Regions from separate parts of the Mus musculus genome. Here all the other regions are linked to region 1. Evidence: chromatin contacts called from public promoter capture Hi-C data. All regions are on one chromosome and are shown on one strand. Each heading gives the region's core, a stretch centred on a gene start, on an enhancer-like site or on the middle of the called end of the contact. The rest is flanking DNA. Distances are from core to core; before and after follow the strand shown.

What was found. Promoter capture Hi-C pulls out the DNA fragments that hold promoters and counts their contacts.
Region 2: a promoter capture Hi-C map of liver shows a contact between it and region 1, with 5 times the contacts expected there. The contact joins the promoter of A930007A09Rik here to the promoter of Zc3h7a in region 1. A contact is called at or near these places in 7 of 39 promoter capture datasets (3T3-L1-derived adipocytes, cranial neural crest, hematopoietic stem and progenitor cells and 3 more) and 1 of 9 other capture datasets (liver).
Region 3: a promoter capture Hi-C map of 3T3-L1-derived adipocytes shows a contact between it and region 1, with 7 times the contacts expected there. The contact joins the promoter of 2310015D24Rik here to the promoter of Zc3h7a in region 1. A contact is called at or near these places in 7 of 39 promoter capture datasets (the 3T3-L1 cell line, 3T3-L1-derived adipocytes, embryonic stem cells and 2 more).
Region 4: a promoter capture Hi-C map of 3T3-L1-derived adipocytes shows a contact between it and region 1, with 3 times the contacts expected there. The contact joins the enhancer-like site here to the promoter of Zc3h7a in region 1. A contact is called at or near these places in 4 of 39 promoter capture datasets (the 3T3-L1 cell line, 3T3-L1-derived adipocytes, hippocampal neurons and 1 more).
Region 5: a contact with region 1 is called in a promoter capture Hi-C map of liver, with 2.3 times the contacts expected there. The contact joins the enhancer-like site here to the promoter of Zc3h7a in region 1. A contact is called at or near these places in 7 of 39 promoter capture datasets (the 3T3-L1 cell line, cranial neural crest, hippocampal neurons and 3 more) and 1 of 9 other capture datasets (adipose tissue).

What each region holds. Positions count from the first base shown.
Region 1 is chr16:11,174,904-11,177,732 of GRCm38.p6, forward strand. It overlaps Zc3h7a (zinc finger CCCH type containing 7 A), which reads right to left and starts at 1,438. Exons shown (of 23, transcript NM_145931.3): 1 at 1,317-1,438.
Region 2 is chr16:13,753,174-13,756,002 of GRCm38.p6, forward strand. It overlaps A930007A09Rik (RIKEN cDNA A930007A09 gene), which reads left to right and starts at 1,391. Exons shown (of 1, transcript NM_001357954.1): 1 at 1,391-2,829. The coding sequence starts at 1,471.
Region 3 is chr16:13,519,636-13,522,464 of GRCm38.p6, forward strand. 2310015D24Rik (RIKEN cDNA 2310015D24 gene) reads right to left here and starts at 1,472. Exons shown (of 4, transcript NR_160674.1): 1 at 1,355-1,472; 2 at 13-140.
Region 4 is chr16:13,478,430-13,481,258 of GRCm38.p6, forward strand. No RefSeq gene overlaps it. Among named protein-coding and RNA genes, the nearest start is that of Mir6365, 8.7 kb to the left of the region's middle. Within about 2 kb of position 1,427, at least 4 of the 459 cell types and tissues checked have an H3K27ac peak or open chromatin away from gene starts, as enhancers often do. A contact at or near this core is called in 3T3-L1-derived adipocytes, where this site is marked.
Region 5 is chr16:13,411,427-13,414,255 of GRCm38.p6, forward strand. Mrtfb (myocardin related transcription factor B) reads left to right here. Exons shown (of 17, transcript NM_001122667.2): 17 at 734-2,829. The coding sequence ends at 1,269. The region is part of intron 1 of Gm15738 (a long non-coding RNA gene); the gene reads right to left. Among named protein-coding and RNA genes, the nearest start is that of Gm15738, 9.7 kb to the right of the region's middle. Within about 2 kb of position 1,480, at least 4 of the 459 cell types and tissues checked have an H3K27ac peak or open chromatin away from gene starts, as enhancers often do. A contact at or near this core is called in liver, where this site is marked.

The DNA of each region.
Region 1 (2,829 bases), core at 188-2,687:
GAAGAGAGCCTTGGATTCCTTCAAGACCTCCATGAAAAGCAGCTACTTCCAAAAGAAGCAGGAAAAGAGCAGATGGCAAGAGCGCCCAGCCCCTCCCCCAGTCCAGTAGAGCATTGTCCAATCGAAATACGATACCGGCGGTACGTGCCATTTTAAATTACGAAGTGGCCATACTAAAATAGTAAAAAGAAACTGGACAGATTGTTTTAATTCTAACGTAGCCACAACAGGTATCACCTCAAGTATATAACACACTGCTTGCTAAACACTGGCTGATTTAAGCATAGGAGTTTACCAAGGAGATCTTTTTCGTTCTTTTTCTTCCTCCCAAACGAAATCTTTCAAATCAGACTTTAAAACTGAAACCGGAGTGGGGCGGTGGTGGCACGGCTTTTAAATCACAGCATTCGGGAGGTAGGGGAAAGCAGATCTCTAAGCTCAAGTCCAGCCTGGTCTACAAAGTAAGTTCCAGGGCAGCCAAGGCTAAACAGAGAAATTCTGTCTCGAAACAAACATACAAACAAACAAACAAATTGAAACCAAAAGTGAATCTCAATTCTTGCCACATTCCAGTGCTCGACCACCCCACTTTACCAGTGGCCACATTACCATCGGACAGCGCAGGTCTACACCAGACCCTCTTGGTCTTAAATACCTAACACTATGACCCTCTTTGATCCCTTAACATCTGGGGACCCAAAAAACGCCCAACCCCGGAATAAATTCACCCAGTCAGAGCGCAGGCACCACCCCTTGGGCCCAGCTAGGACCTTCCAACCTGACCACACCCCTGCGCTGACTACCCCTAACCGGAAATTCCCGCTAATGGGAACTGACAGGTCTCCATTCTTTAAGGGTGGGGAAAGGAAAACCGAGAACCCTCGTACAGTCTCCGAACCCCGGCCGAACACCGGAAGCCAGTCGCCACCCATACGCGGGGTGGGCCGCGCATAACACCCGCAAGGGGCGAACCCGACACCGGCGAGCGCGCACTCAGCTGGCGTCGCGAGCGTCCCCAAACCGAGACACTTACTAACACGGACGCCCCGCGATCACCCAGCACCCAGGAATAACGAAATGCTAAACCACCAAAAGCTAGTGCGTGGATGTCGGCCAGGCAGTCCAGGTGGCAGGGGCCGCCGCGCGTGCCCGGATTACGACTCCCGAGGAGCCCGTGCAGCCGGTTCGGGGGTCCGCGCCCCTCCCCCGCCTGAAGTCCGTTAACGGCCGCGCGTGCTCACGAAGCGACGCGGCGCACGCACGCGATTGGAAGAGCGCGACCCTGCCCGCGACGCCCGCGCGTCCCCTTCCCTCACCTGCGGGGCGGCACCCAGGAGCCGAGGGGCGCGGAGTGCGGAGGCGACAGCGGGATGTGCGTTCACCGGCTCAAGAGCTCTCACAGTCTCGCAGCTTCCCTGGGCGACCCACCGCAGCTGCCAGCCCGCGACGCTCGGGGCGGCGCCCTCTGGCGGCGGGAGGCCTCGCGCGCCGCCCCGCAAACGCTACCATTGGCTGCGTTGCCAGTGTCAGCCCGGGGTTGGAGGCGCCACGTCGGGGCCTCGGGGCTGCGGAAGCGGCGGCGATAGGCGGAACCCTGGGCGGCCACACGGAAGGGGGTGAGAGACCGCAAGCTCTTGAGCCCAGCATCATCGCCCTCTCCCACACCGCTTGGATACCAAAGTAGGACTGGAAGGAGACCTAGATTCATCTGGGCACCAGGGTGTCACTTCCTTCGGAATCTGTTCTCTGCAGTAACTTATCCTGAGCGTCCTGCTTTGCATTCCGATACTGTTACCGTCACCCTGAAAACAGCCATACAGTCGTGTCCTTTCAAATGAATGACAGGCATAGGGACCCGCGTTGAACAGGGAGGTGACCTAAACTCATTCGGACGCCGGAGCGTCACTTCGGAACTTGTCCTCAATTCCCTATCCTACTCGCAGTCACTGTTTTTATCATCTTGAAAACAAAATGCGGTATTTTTGCAAATGAATGTAGGGACGGATCTCAGAGCCAACACAAGCTCTTGTTCTCCCTGGCCTTCATCTCAACTTATATGTCGCTGTATTCACCGGTGTTTCAGTGGTCAGGTGTACATTACCCCAGACAGAACAATGTAAGGCTGAGTCCCTGCGACTGGAGATGTGAAAAGTGCTCCAAGTCAGGGCAGTAGAAGGGAGAGTGCTTCCAGGCAGTGGGAAAGATCCTGAGCCTAAGTTGCTGAGGGACAGGGAAGACAAAGTGTGTGTGTAGAAAGCTCAAAGAGGATGAGCCACTGCATGAAATTTGGAATTCAGTGTCTGAGATGGAAATTACAAGGTCTAATTTGCAGTTTTAGAAAGTTTCTTCATGCCGTTGGGCGGATATATAGAAAGGACAAGCAGAAAAGTGAAAGGGGTTGAGGATGTAACTTAGTTGTCAAAGTGCTTGCCTAGCCTTGAGTTTGATTTCCAGCACCAAATAAACTGGATATGGTGGGGTACCCTTGTCATAGCAGTACATGGGGGTGGGGGGGGGGGGATAGGAGTTCCAGGTCTTCTTTGGCTATGAAGCAAGAAATACCCAGGTCCAGGACCACTGGGGACAGAGGGAAAAGTTTACATTAGAAGGAAGACACTGAGATGCACTCTGTCTGGACCCAGAGTGCTACTGTAAGCTCAGGAAGTCGTCAGTACTGGGCCAGTACAAAGTGAAACTTGATGAGAATGTATGGACTTCCTGTTGTTCCTGTACCAATGGCCTACATTTTTGTTGCCTTGAAACAACATAAACTTAAGAGTTCTAAAGGACCAGAGTCTGCAGCAGGTGTTTCACTGGTGATGTCCAGGT
Region 2 (2,829 bases), core at 141-2,640, 2.6 Mb after region 1:
AAAATAAAATTCTGCAACTATTTTGAAAAATGTCAAGCCTAAAGAACACAGGAAAGAACTGAATAATGAACACCTATACTTATTTCATCTATATTCTATAATTATGAACATTTGCCATATTGTTTTCTCTAATTATCTTTATACTTTATTAACTTTTTATTCTTTGACAATTTTATACATAGATTTCTTGATTATATCCACTTCCAACTTCCTGGACACACCTTCAGGTCTTTTTATTTTCATCCATTCATTTTGACACAGGGTCTCACAGTATAGTCCTGGTTGGCCTGGAATTCTCAAGTTAGGACAGGCTGACTTCCAACTCAGAGATCTGCTTGCTTCTGCTTGTTGAGTGCTAGGACTAAAGTCCTGCACTATCATGTCTGACCTTTTTAAAAACATTTTAATAGGGGCTGGTGAGATGGCTCAGCGGTTAAGAGCACTGACTGCTTTTCCAAAGGTCCTGAGTTCAAATCCCAGCAACCACATGGTGGCTCACAAACCATATGTAACAAGATCTGACACCCTCTTCTGGAATGTCGGAAGACAGCAACAGTGTATATAATAAATAAATAAATCTTTTAAAAAAAACACTTTAATAACCCTCTGATTCCAATTTGTATTGCTTGAATGCTCAGGCCAAGTAGGGACAACCTATCATTCTTTATTCCTTTATAATTTTCTATCTATACGTTTGAAAATGCTTAAGAGTAGTTTTCTCCAAGTATAGTGGCGTGTGCCTATAGGCCTAAGTAAATGTGGCCTGAACTACAGGCCTAAATCTATTTAAAATGTACCAAATGTTTTAAAATCCATCAAACACACACATAAAGGTCAACCTTTTTCTCCTTTCATCCTACCCTCTCCCTCCCAGCCTCTACAATACATGGTTGGTTGGCGGGGGTGGGGGGGGTGGGGGGGTGGGGGGGTGGGGTGGGGGGGGGGACGGACGGACGGACACGCGATGGGGTCTATTAGGTCCTTGGGCAAGTTTATCAACAGTCACCAGAGAAGATGGGAGTACAGACCTAACAACACTAGATGCTAACTGCACCTGAGGCCAAGAAGATTCTCGCCCCAGGTACCGCTAGTTTCATTGTCATAAATTCTACTTCTTTTTTTTTTTTTTTTCCATTTTTTATTAGGTATTTAGCTCATTTACATTTCCAATGCTATACCAAAAGTCCCCCATACCCACCCACCCCCACTCCCCTACCCATAAATTCTACTTCTTGATACACCTAAGGATCCCAGACTGAGAAAAGCTGCCCGGGCTAGCACTGGGCGCAAACGCAGAAGGTTCAGCAGGTCGTCGTGCGCACGCGCAGCTCCCTTGGCCCGCTCCAGTTTCCTGGTGTGGAGCAGAATGCCGCTTCCCGCCCCGCCCCTTGCGTTGCCATGGAGAGTGTCTAAAGCCCGCCTGTGGCAGCGCCCTGGGCCTGGTGTCCTCTGGCGGGGTTTGCGTGGAAGATGTTGAGCCTCTCGGAGCTTCCGCAAAAGAACACAGACTTGGCGGAGATGCAGTCCGGGCCCTTGGGTCGCTGCAGTCACTTTTTTTGGCTGGGCGTCGCCTTCGACGCGGTGGGTGTGGCAGTGCTGTTCACTGGCGTCTTCGCCAACTTGCTGTTCTACGACATGCTGCTCTATTTGGGTTCCATCATCATCTTCGTCAGTCTCCTGTGGTGGATCTCCTGGTACACCGGCAACATAGAGGCGCTCCCGGAAGACCCCTTGAGGGGGACTTCGCCCCGCGAGAGCGGGGTGCACCGTAGCGGCAGCCGTCGCTTCTCGCTGACCCTTAGGAGCGTCTCCGACACCTTTCAGCGGATTCGCCGGCGACGGCGGCGGCGACTCCACCCGCGGGTCGTCCAGCGGATCAGTAGCATCAGCTCTACGGACCCGGGGCAGCTAGAAAGGAACTGCGACGCCAGAACCTCGGGTGGCAGAGCGTTGTTCCGTTCAGCGAAGCCTGAGGCTGTTCTGAATCAGTTTAGCAGAGTCCAGACCTCTAAGAGCCTGCCTCTGGGCATTGTCCACACCGGTCTTTCCATTTGTACTTCTAGGAGTCAACCTGTCTTTTCAGTGACTTCGCAGACCTACCCTTTGGCGTCTGACAGCAATTCTCAGATGGCAATGTCCTCTGACAGCCATGTGTATTTGGACTCTCACTCTCAGGAGCACTCTAAAATCAGTGTGGCCTCTCAGATCTACCCTCTGGAACGAGAAGAAAGTCAGAGCCACCTCTTGGTGATCCCTGACAGTTTATCTATGGTACCCGTGACCTCTCAAAGCCAAATCCTGCCCTCTGTATCTTCTGAAAGCTGTGTGCCTTTGGGCCCTCACTCTCAGGGGCGCTCTAAGATCAGTGTGGCCACTCAGATCTACCCTCTGGAACGAGAAGAAAGCCAGAGCCACTTCTTGGTGATCCCTGACAGTTTATCTATGGTACCTGTGACCTCTCAGAGCCAAATCCTGCCCTCTGTATCTTCTGAAAGCTGTGTGCCTTTGGGCCCTCACTCTCAGGGGCGCTCTAAGATCAGTGTGGCCTCTAAGATCTACCCTCTGGAACGAGAAGAAAGCCAGAGCCATCTCTTGGTGATCCCTGACAGTTTATCTATGGTACCTGTGACCTCTCAGAGCCAAATCCTGCCCTCTGTATCTTCTGAAAGCTGTGTGCCTTTGGGCCCTCACTCTCAGGGGCGCTCTAAGATCAGTGTGGCCACTCAGATCTACCCTCTGGAACGAGAAGAAAGCCAGAGCCACTTCTTGGTGATCCCTGACAGTTTATCTATGGTACCTGTGACCTCTCAAAGCCAAATCCTGCCCTCT
Region 3 (2,829 bases), core at 222-2,721, 2.3 Mb after region 1:
CACCTTACTGACCTGCTGTTTAAGAGGAGGGTTCTCAGGCAGGCTTCATCTTGTCTTTGATAACATCTGAGTCACAGTCACTTCTGTCTTGCTACATCCCTTTTGCTGTACACTGGGCCTTATTTTCATTGTCATCTCACCTTTATAGAAGCAAAAGGAAATGAACAGAAAGCAGAGCTGATGCTCCACTGTGTCATAGCAGCTGGTGGATTGTGAGACTCGGGATGTCCAGGCAGTGATCTCAAATCTTTTTGCCCCATGTCTCTTTTAATGGCTTTGGTTCTGATAGAGAAGCCATGACTCTGCATAGACACTCCAGTTTTTCTTAAAATGCTTCTCTGGGCACTGAGGAGATGCCCCAGGAAGTAAAGCATTTGCCATTCGAGCATGAGGACCTAAGCTTGATCCCCCAAGCCCATGCAAAAATCAGGGTGTGACCCCAACACTGGGTGTGACAGAAGGATCTCAGAAGCTCCTTGGCCAGCCTACCCAACCTGGTGAGCACCAGGTCTCAGTAGGAGACCCTGTCTCAGAAACAATCAAACGAAAACCAAAAATCTGTAGGTAGCACCCAAGGAAATTTACACCCAAGGTTGACCACGTGCGTATGGTCATGTGCACACACACACACACACACACACGCACACGCACACAAACACAAACACACACATTGCATACAAGCAAATGCTTATCTTTCTCCTTCTTCTTTGTGGTACAGAGCAGAATGAAGCAGAGGGAGAGAAGCTCTTTCCTGCAGAGGAACGTTTGCTTCCAGAATTGAGCTGTTTCTCGGCACACTGGTCTATTTTTGCAGTAGAGCTGGCTGCCCCATGCCAAGGTTTCTCACCGCAAATAGAAGTTCTGGAAGGGCCTGCTAGTTTCCTCCAGCCTTCAGACACCTCTTCACATTTCATCTGGTTTATCCTCCCCATTCCCAAAAGGAAATATTTGGAGTATTTTCTGTTCCAGATAGGAGGCTCTCCCCAGGGCGCCCGGCTGGGCAGGAGCCTCATTTCACCCTCAGCCCTGGCCTCTGGTACAGCTTTCACTATCCGGGGAAGCTAAGCTTAGCTCCAGTGTGCCAGTCTAGATCCTAAACTGTAGTCCCAACCATGAGTAAAATAGAGTCCCAGAACCCCCTCCCGTGCCCCTGGTCCCTTCCAATCCCTGGCCCTTCTAAATGGCTGAGGCCCACCTGTCATTGAAACCAGGAGTTGGAAGTTCTTTACACAAGGATCATAGGCAAGATGACATTCAACTGAGACACTTTACAAAGAGATGCCTGAAGTCTGAATGTTCTAGAAACTATCCCTTATAGTTGAATCAAAACAGATGGAGTAAAAAAACAACAAACCTGTTGGTTCTCTGGTTGACCAGGGGGATTGCCAACCTCACAAAGACGTCAAGGGGCCAAAACTTCCTTTAGTTTGTCAGGGAGAAAGCTAGTTCTGGAGGTACTCAGAGTGAGCTTTAGAAGGTTCCAGAACAACAACAAATGCAGCAATCCGAAAAGTTCTCCCATCGCCTAAGTAACTCGGTGTCTTCCAGACTTCTTGTCAGACAGCGACTGAGTGATGCTGTAAACTGCTGTTAGCTTTCCTTTCTCCTTTTGGGGACGGTAGTAATAATGACAATACAGCTCCTGTCACATCAATGAGGCTCTCAGTGTGAGTGACAAGAGCGTCTTAGAGTTGGACTCCTGTACGTGAAAGACTCATTTTCCACGTGGCCCAGCTTGTTCAAACCTAAGGCACTGTCCATTTCAGAGTGCAGACTCCTGATGTCAACAAGACTTAGACACAGATTTGACCCTGAACAACTGTGGGACTTTCAGGGACTTCCAAGCTCTTGTGGGCACCAGAATCCCCAGGAGGCTGTGTCTGCAGACTGCTGGGCTGCATCCCTGGAGCTGTGAGTCAGTCGACCTGGAGTGGGGCCCAAGAATGTGCCTTTCTGAGTAGTTCTCAGGTGACACTGATGTGTCGGGATCTGGGCCACACCCTAAGAATAAGCAGCTTCAAAGACGCTGGCCCTGCCTCTGCCTCAGTGGTGGAGGTCTTAGTGAATCGTGTTATCATTCTGCTCTGTCCTGCCTTCTCCACGATTGTCCTTAACATCTTTAACTGATTTGAGGCGTGGGGTGCTGTGGGAATTGTGGAGAAATGTGTGTATGCTTGTATGAGTGTGGAAGCCAGAGATCGCTGTCAGGTGTCTTCATCAAGCGTCTCTTGCTGAACTCGACTCACCAATTGCCTAGACTTACAAGCCGGCCAGCGAGGATTGCCTGGGTCTACTTCCTCGGCTCTTGGATTACCGGCTTCTCTGTGGATGCTGGGGATTGAACTCGGATCCTATTGCTTGTGTGGCAAGTACTTTACATCTGAGCCATTTCCCCAGCCCCTTGTTTATTTGTTTTTGACACAGAGTCCCACCATATAACCCAGGGTGCTGCTGATCCTCCTGCCTCCTCCCTCCAATGCAGAGATAACAAGCGTGTGCTGACACATTTGGCTGACTTTAATTATATATGCTTATCAGAACAGTGTGATGAGTTTTTCTACGAATGTATACAGTGTTGGCCTTCATCAGAGTTGGGTAGGGAGCATAAGCATTCATCATTTCCTTGTGTTAGGAGCCTTTGAACTCACTTCTAGCCTGGGCTACATAACAAGACCCTTCTCAATATATAAATACAAAACCTGTTAGGTCCTAAAGAAACTCAGGACAAATGGCTAACCATGGTGCCTAATTAATATGCTGACGTGCATGGTGGCTGCAGGCTCACTCAGTACCTGCGGTTCCTCTCTGCCTCTCTCACCTCATTCCCTA
Region 4 (2,829 bases), core at 177-2,676, 2.3 Mb after region 1:
ATAGAGGAAAGTTATTGCAGGGACCACAAAGATGAAATGATATGACCAAGTCCCACAGTGGTGCCTAATGTCAATCTAGCACTTAACAAACTGAGGCAGAAGAATTATGTAATCAAGTACAGCCCGGGTCACACAGTGGGTTCCAGGCTATATAGTGAAACCCTGTTTCAAAAATGACTCCCCCCACAAAGCTGGATGTAGTAGTATACACACAGAATTCCAGCATTTGAGAGGTGGAGACCAGTGTATGAAGAGGTCAGGGCCAGCCTTCGCTGTGTAATGAGTTTGAGGCCAGCTTAGGTTTTATTTGACTATGACATAACCCAAAAAATTAAAAATGGAACAGAGAGAGAAAAAGGAGGCTGGGTGGGGAGCTGTCTTGTTGAGCTCGCCAGACCCAGGTGAAACACCCAACAAATATCAGCTGCTCTGAGCCTGCCTGCTTGCAAACTGGGCAGCGCAGAGGGCACTGGAGTCTGGTCCAAGGTTACACAGGCTGAGGGAGGTTGCCATGCCAGTCAAGTCCCCAACCAGAGGGATTAGCACTGTGGAGAACAGAAACTGAGGCCACTGTGGAGTCTGTGGCCCCAGGCACCGTGAGTAAGTGGCTATAGGCAAACCAGCACAGGGAAATGTGTCTTCCCTCAGAGGTAAATTAGGGATGGCATTTGCCTTTCAAAATCGTTCAGGCCAGTCTGGGCAGAGGGCGACTGCCTAAGTTTCTCCTGGATGTGCTGGCTCTCCCCTCCTCTTCCTAAGCAGAGTGTGCAGCCAGGCATGCGGTCGCACACGGCAGCAGCTCTAGGCCTCCAGTACTTGGGGAGGTGAGGACTATCATGAGTTCCAGGCCAGCCTGGGCTACATAAAGCCAGGCACGGTATGCTCCACACCCGTAATCCCAGAACTGAGGACATAGAGGCAGGAGGATCGGGAGTTCGAGGTCATCCTCAGTACATAATTCAGTGACTTAGAGGCCAGCATGTAATACGTGAAACCTAGTCTTAAAAAATAAAATAAACAAGAGAGGAGGGCTTGCTGGACCATAGATGATTCTGATTTGGATGAGCTACTGCTGCGTCTGTTAGGGCTGCTATGCCAACAATCGTTATAGCTGTTTATATTTGCACAGGGCATTTTCTTGCCAGTCTTTGACTTGTTTTTGATAACAGCCATTTGGGCAAATATCAGTGAAATCCCACTATGGTTTGATTTCAGATTTCCCTGATAAGTGGCACGGGGCAGCTTTTCATGAACCTGGTCACGTGTGGGTTTTTTGGAGAAATGTTTATTCAGATTCTTTGCTGCCATTGTTACTGTTGTTAGCTATTGTACTGTAGGAGTTTTTCATATGTGTGTAATATTACCCTTTGTGGTAGTTACCTTTAACCTCCAACTTAACCCAGCCTAGAGGCATCCAATGAGGGAGGCTCAGCTGAGGGACTGCTCAGGTTAGATTGACCTATAGCACGACTTGGGATCGTGTTCACTGTCAGTTGGTATAGGAGAGTCCATCCCACTATGGCTAGCAGGACTCCCATTCCAGGTGGTCCTAGGCTGTATAAGAAAGCTAACCAACCATGATTGACCAAGCAAGGCAGCAAGCAGTATTCTTCCATGGGTTTTGCCTCAAGTTCCTGCTCTGACTGCCTTCAGTGACACACTGTGACCTGAAGTATAAGCCCAATAAAGCCTTTCCTTCCCAGGTTGCTTTGGTTCGAGCCCTTTATCACAGCAACAGAGAGGAAACGGAAACAGCCTCGTATTAGACATGTTGTTCAGGATCATTTCCTCCCACTCTGGAGGATATATTTTTTTTCAATGTTCATAATTTCCTTTATTGTGCTGTCTTTGTAAATAAAGTTTTATTGGGACACGCCTGTTTACCTCTGCATGCCCAAAGTTGCTTCTGACCTACATCAGCCACTTTACTGGCACACACATGGCACAAACCGTCCATCTCTGTGCTACACAGAAGCTTGCCAGCTCTTGCCATCAATCACCCTCAGGGGCAGCAGGGAATGAAGGTCAGGCAGCACAGTTGGCCAAAGCAACAGAATAAAGATGATGCTAAGCCAGATGCAGAGGCTCATATGTAGGATCCTGATGCTCGGCAGGTTCAAGATCAAGAGTTTCAGGCCAGCCTGGCTAGGGAGTGGGAGCTCTATTTCAGGACACTGTGAGCTGGGGTACAGCTCAGTGGTAGAACACTTCCCAAACATGTGAGGCTTTGGGTTCATCCCCAGTACCACAAAACAAAAATTACAGTGGGTAGAGGAGGGAGAAGAAGAGGGAGAGTAAGGGTGGGGATCTGTCCAAGAATTAAGGGGACCTCCATAGCACCAGGCCCTTAACATGGCACACAGCTGACTGGGTCAGGACAGGAGGGCCAGTGTCAGCGCTGGGCTTTCTACACATCTGAACCTGGGCTGCATTCACTTCTAGTCATGAACTTTCTATAAAAGCATGCACACCACAGCAGCTGGGGCAGACACAGACACACAACTGATACTACAAGTCTGTCCCCCAGTCCTGCTTCCTTTCACAGTGACTGTAAGCTACATCTTGCCCACAGGAAGAGGAGGCAACAGAGTTACTGCACCCATGAGAAGATGCAAAGTAACTCCCAAAGCCACAATGCATGGAAGCTTCTAGAAAAGGCCTCCCTGGTCAAGAAACAGGGCAGCCACTAAGCCAAAAGCCATGGTCCAGCATCCTCTTCATTTGCTGCCAGTCCTTAGACATGGTGCTCTCTCAGCTGGAGTCTAAAGGTTGGGTGTAGACAGGAGCTAAGACTGGCTCAAAGACAGACTTGCCATTGTGTTTCCATCC
Region 5 (2,829 bases), core at 230-2,729, 2.2 Mb after region 1:
TGCCTATAATCCTAGTGTTGGGGAGGGGAGGACAAGTGGATCCTTGGGGCTTGCTGCCCAGCCATTGGGGAGATGACCCCATCCCAAACCGTAGGGCTAGTTAGCTCTGAAGAAGACGTTTGCATTTATCTCTGCCTTACACACAGAGAGCCACAAAAAATTAAATAGACTGGGACTGGGAAGATGATTCAACACATAAGAACACGTTCTGCTCTTGCTGAGGGCTAGAATTTGGTTCTTACCACCCATTTTGGATTCACAAATACCTGTAATGCTAGCTCGGGATCAGACACCCTCTGCTGGCCTCCATGGGTTCCTACACACAGGAGCACGTTCACACACTTGTATACATAAGTACAAATTAATGTTTAAGAATAAATTAAATAACTAATTGGTACTTATTAAGCTGTTTACCTAATTGTCCAAAGTTCAGATAACTCAGAACAAGAATTGAGAGCAGTGGCTGACCTGCCTCACCTTTAGGAAGGAGGGCAAAGGAGGTGACTTCAGCCTTGCGTTATTGATAAGGTGTACTGTGTCTGTTTTGTAACTTTCTAGACTGTATTGACAAACTGAAATACCATCCAACTATAATGACTTTTTAAAATTAAATTTAAAAAGAATTAGAGCATGCTCTCTCTGCCTCTAAGATGTAAGAGAGGATGACAGAATAGTCACTAATATAGTTCAATGGCAGCAAATACTTACTAACACCATCAATTCTTCTGCACAGAGATTTCCTTCCCAATAAAAGAAGAGCCTTCTCCAATTTCCAAGATGAAACCAGTGACAGCCAGCATCACCACAATGCCAGTCAATACCGTGGTCTCTCGACCACCGCCCCAGGTCCAAATAGCACCACCTGTATCCTTAGAACCTGTGAACAGTTTATCTGCCAGCTTAGAGAACCAGCTAGAAGCCTTCTTGGATGGCACTTTGCCCTCGGCCACTGACACTGGCCCACTGCAGAACAGCAGTGAAGATAGAGAGTCTTTCTCTCTGATCGAGGATCTGCAGAACGACTTGCTGAGTCATTCCAGCATGCTGTACCAGTCTCACTCTCCCATGGAGACCTCTGAGGCCCAGTTGGTGTCAGGGACCCCCTGTCTATCTCTTGACCTGTCAGACTCCAACCTGGACAACATGGAGTGGCTAGACATTACCATGCCCACCACATCCTCCGGGCTCACTCCACTGAGTACCACTGCGCCAAGCATGTTCTCTGCTGATTTTCTGGACCCACAGGACCTGCCGCTGCCATGGGACTAAGGTCACAGGTCTCTTGTTTCAGAGCTCGTGAGATTTGGAAACATGGAAACAAACCTGAGAGGCCAGTGTTTATAGCTGGAGCCATAGCTGCACTGTCGAAGTCAAAATACATTGTCACAGACAAAAAGGAAGGCCACAGCCTGGAAGCCAAGTGTGAGAGACTCCACAGAGACAGTTGTATGCAGAGCCCTTGTGAAATGCCTTAGCTAAAGCCAAAGGTCAGGAAATGGCACTAGGCTCTGGTCATCAGCCACCTTTTATCCTCTGTGGTCACCTCGTGGCCCTAATAAGAGGCAAGCAGCTCAACTTGAAACACCAGGCCACCCACAAGGGAGGGAGGGGAAGAGCCACTGCACATGTGCTCCTTAGAGTGGCCTACGGCAGATCAATAGCAAGGTCAGAGGCACCTGAGCACTCTGGGCAGCCAGCAGCAGCTTCCAGCCAGAGGCTTTGAGTCCCACTTTGAAATCTGCGTGATTGTGTGATGTCATAGGTCATTTTGTGAATTTGGGAATCAAAATGATGAACAACCTTTTACCATCAACACATGTCTACAAGATACTGTCACACAAGAGCCCAGTGTATTGAGTCCAGATACATTGATAGTGCTGCAGCTTCCCCAGTGGCCTTGGGTGAATGAGGTTGATTCTCCTGTGATGTTAGACATTGGAATGTGCTTTGACCTTGTGACCTCTACAGTCTTTGGTAGAGTAAAAAGATGGCGTCGACTGGTCCTACTTGTAATAAGTCAGATATCTCTAGAGTACTGAGCCACACAGTGTCTCCATCTTTGAAGACTTGCCGACAGACTCTCTCAGGTGACCATGCCCATCTCAAAGAACCAAAAAAAGGCTTCAGCATGAAATTCCTTCTCAACCTAATGAGTTAATGGAAGGTGTGGGCCTTGAGCACAGGTTAGACCAACCCCCTGTCACCAGCTCCCTGGTTCTCATTGCATAGGCTTGTAACTGCCTGCTCTCAAGTCTAAACCTAAAAACTGGAGGTTTTATTCCTCTTTTTCCCCTTGATCCGTAACAGAAAAGTTATGTTTATCAAGTGATTTAAGAATTGTTTAAGATGCCAACTGCCACAGATTTTCCACAACTCTTGATCTAGTGATTTAGTTATTGACAAATTGTAAATAACTGACCAGAGTATGGAATTTTTATTCAGTGACAGCCCTTATCCTATCCCCTTCCCATCCCCTTTAACCTGAGCCAGGTGGGCTTCCTACATCAATCCACATGTCTCTTCCACAGCACATCCAGGCAGTATCCTGACCCATCATCTAGAGAGAACCTTAATCATTTCTGAGGAGGTTTTACCCCAGTGATCAAAATGGTCCCTTTTCCTGGCTTTAACCTCTGGCAAACAGCGCTCTCTCAACTGAAGCTTGGCATTCTGGTGGGCAGGGCCCACTGAGCTCAGGTAATCCTCTTGTTTAGAATCTGGTAGGTCAGTATTGGGAGGCACCAACACTAGGGTAGCTGGATCCTGTCATCTGACCAGGCCTCCTGAGGTTGGCTCTGCTGCAACTGAGGACCTGGGAAGGCGTGCTCC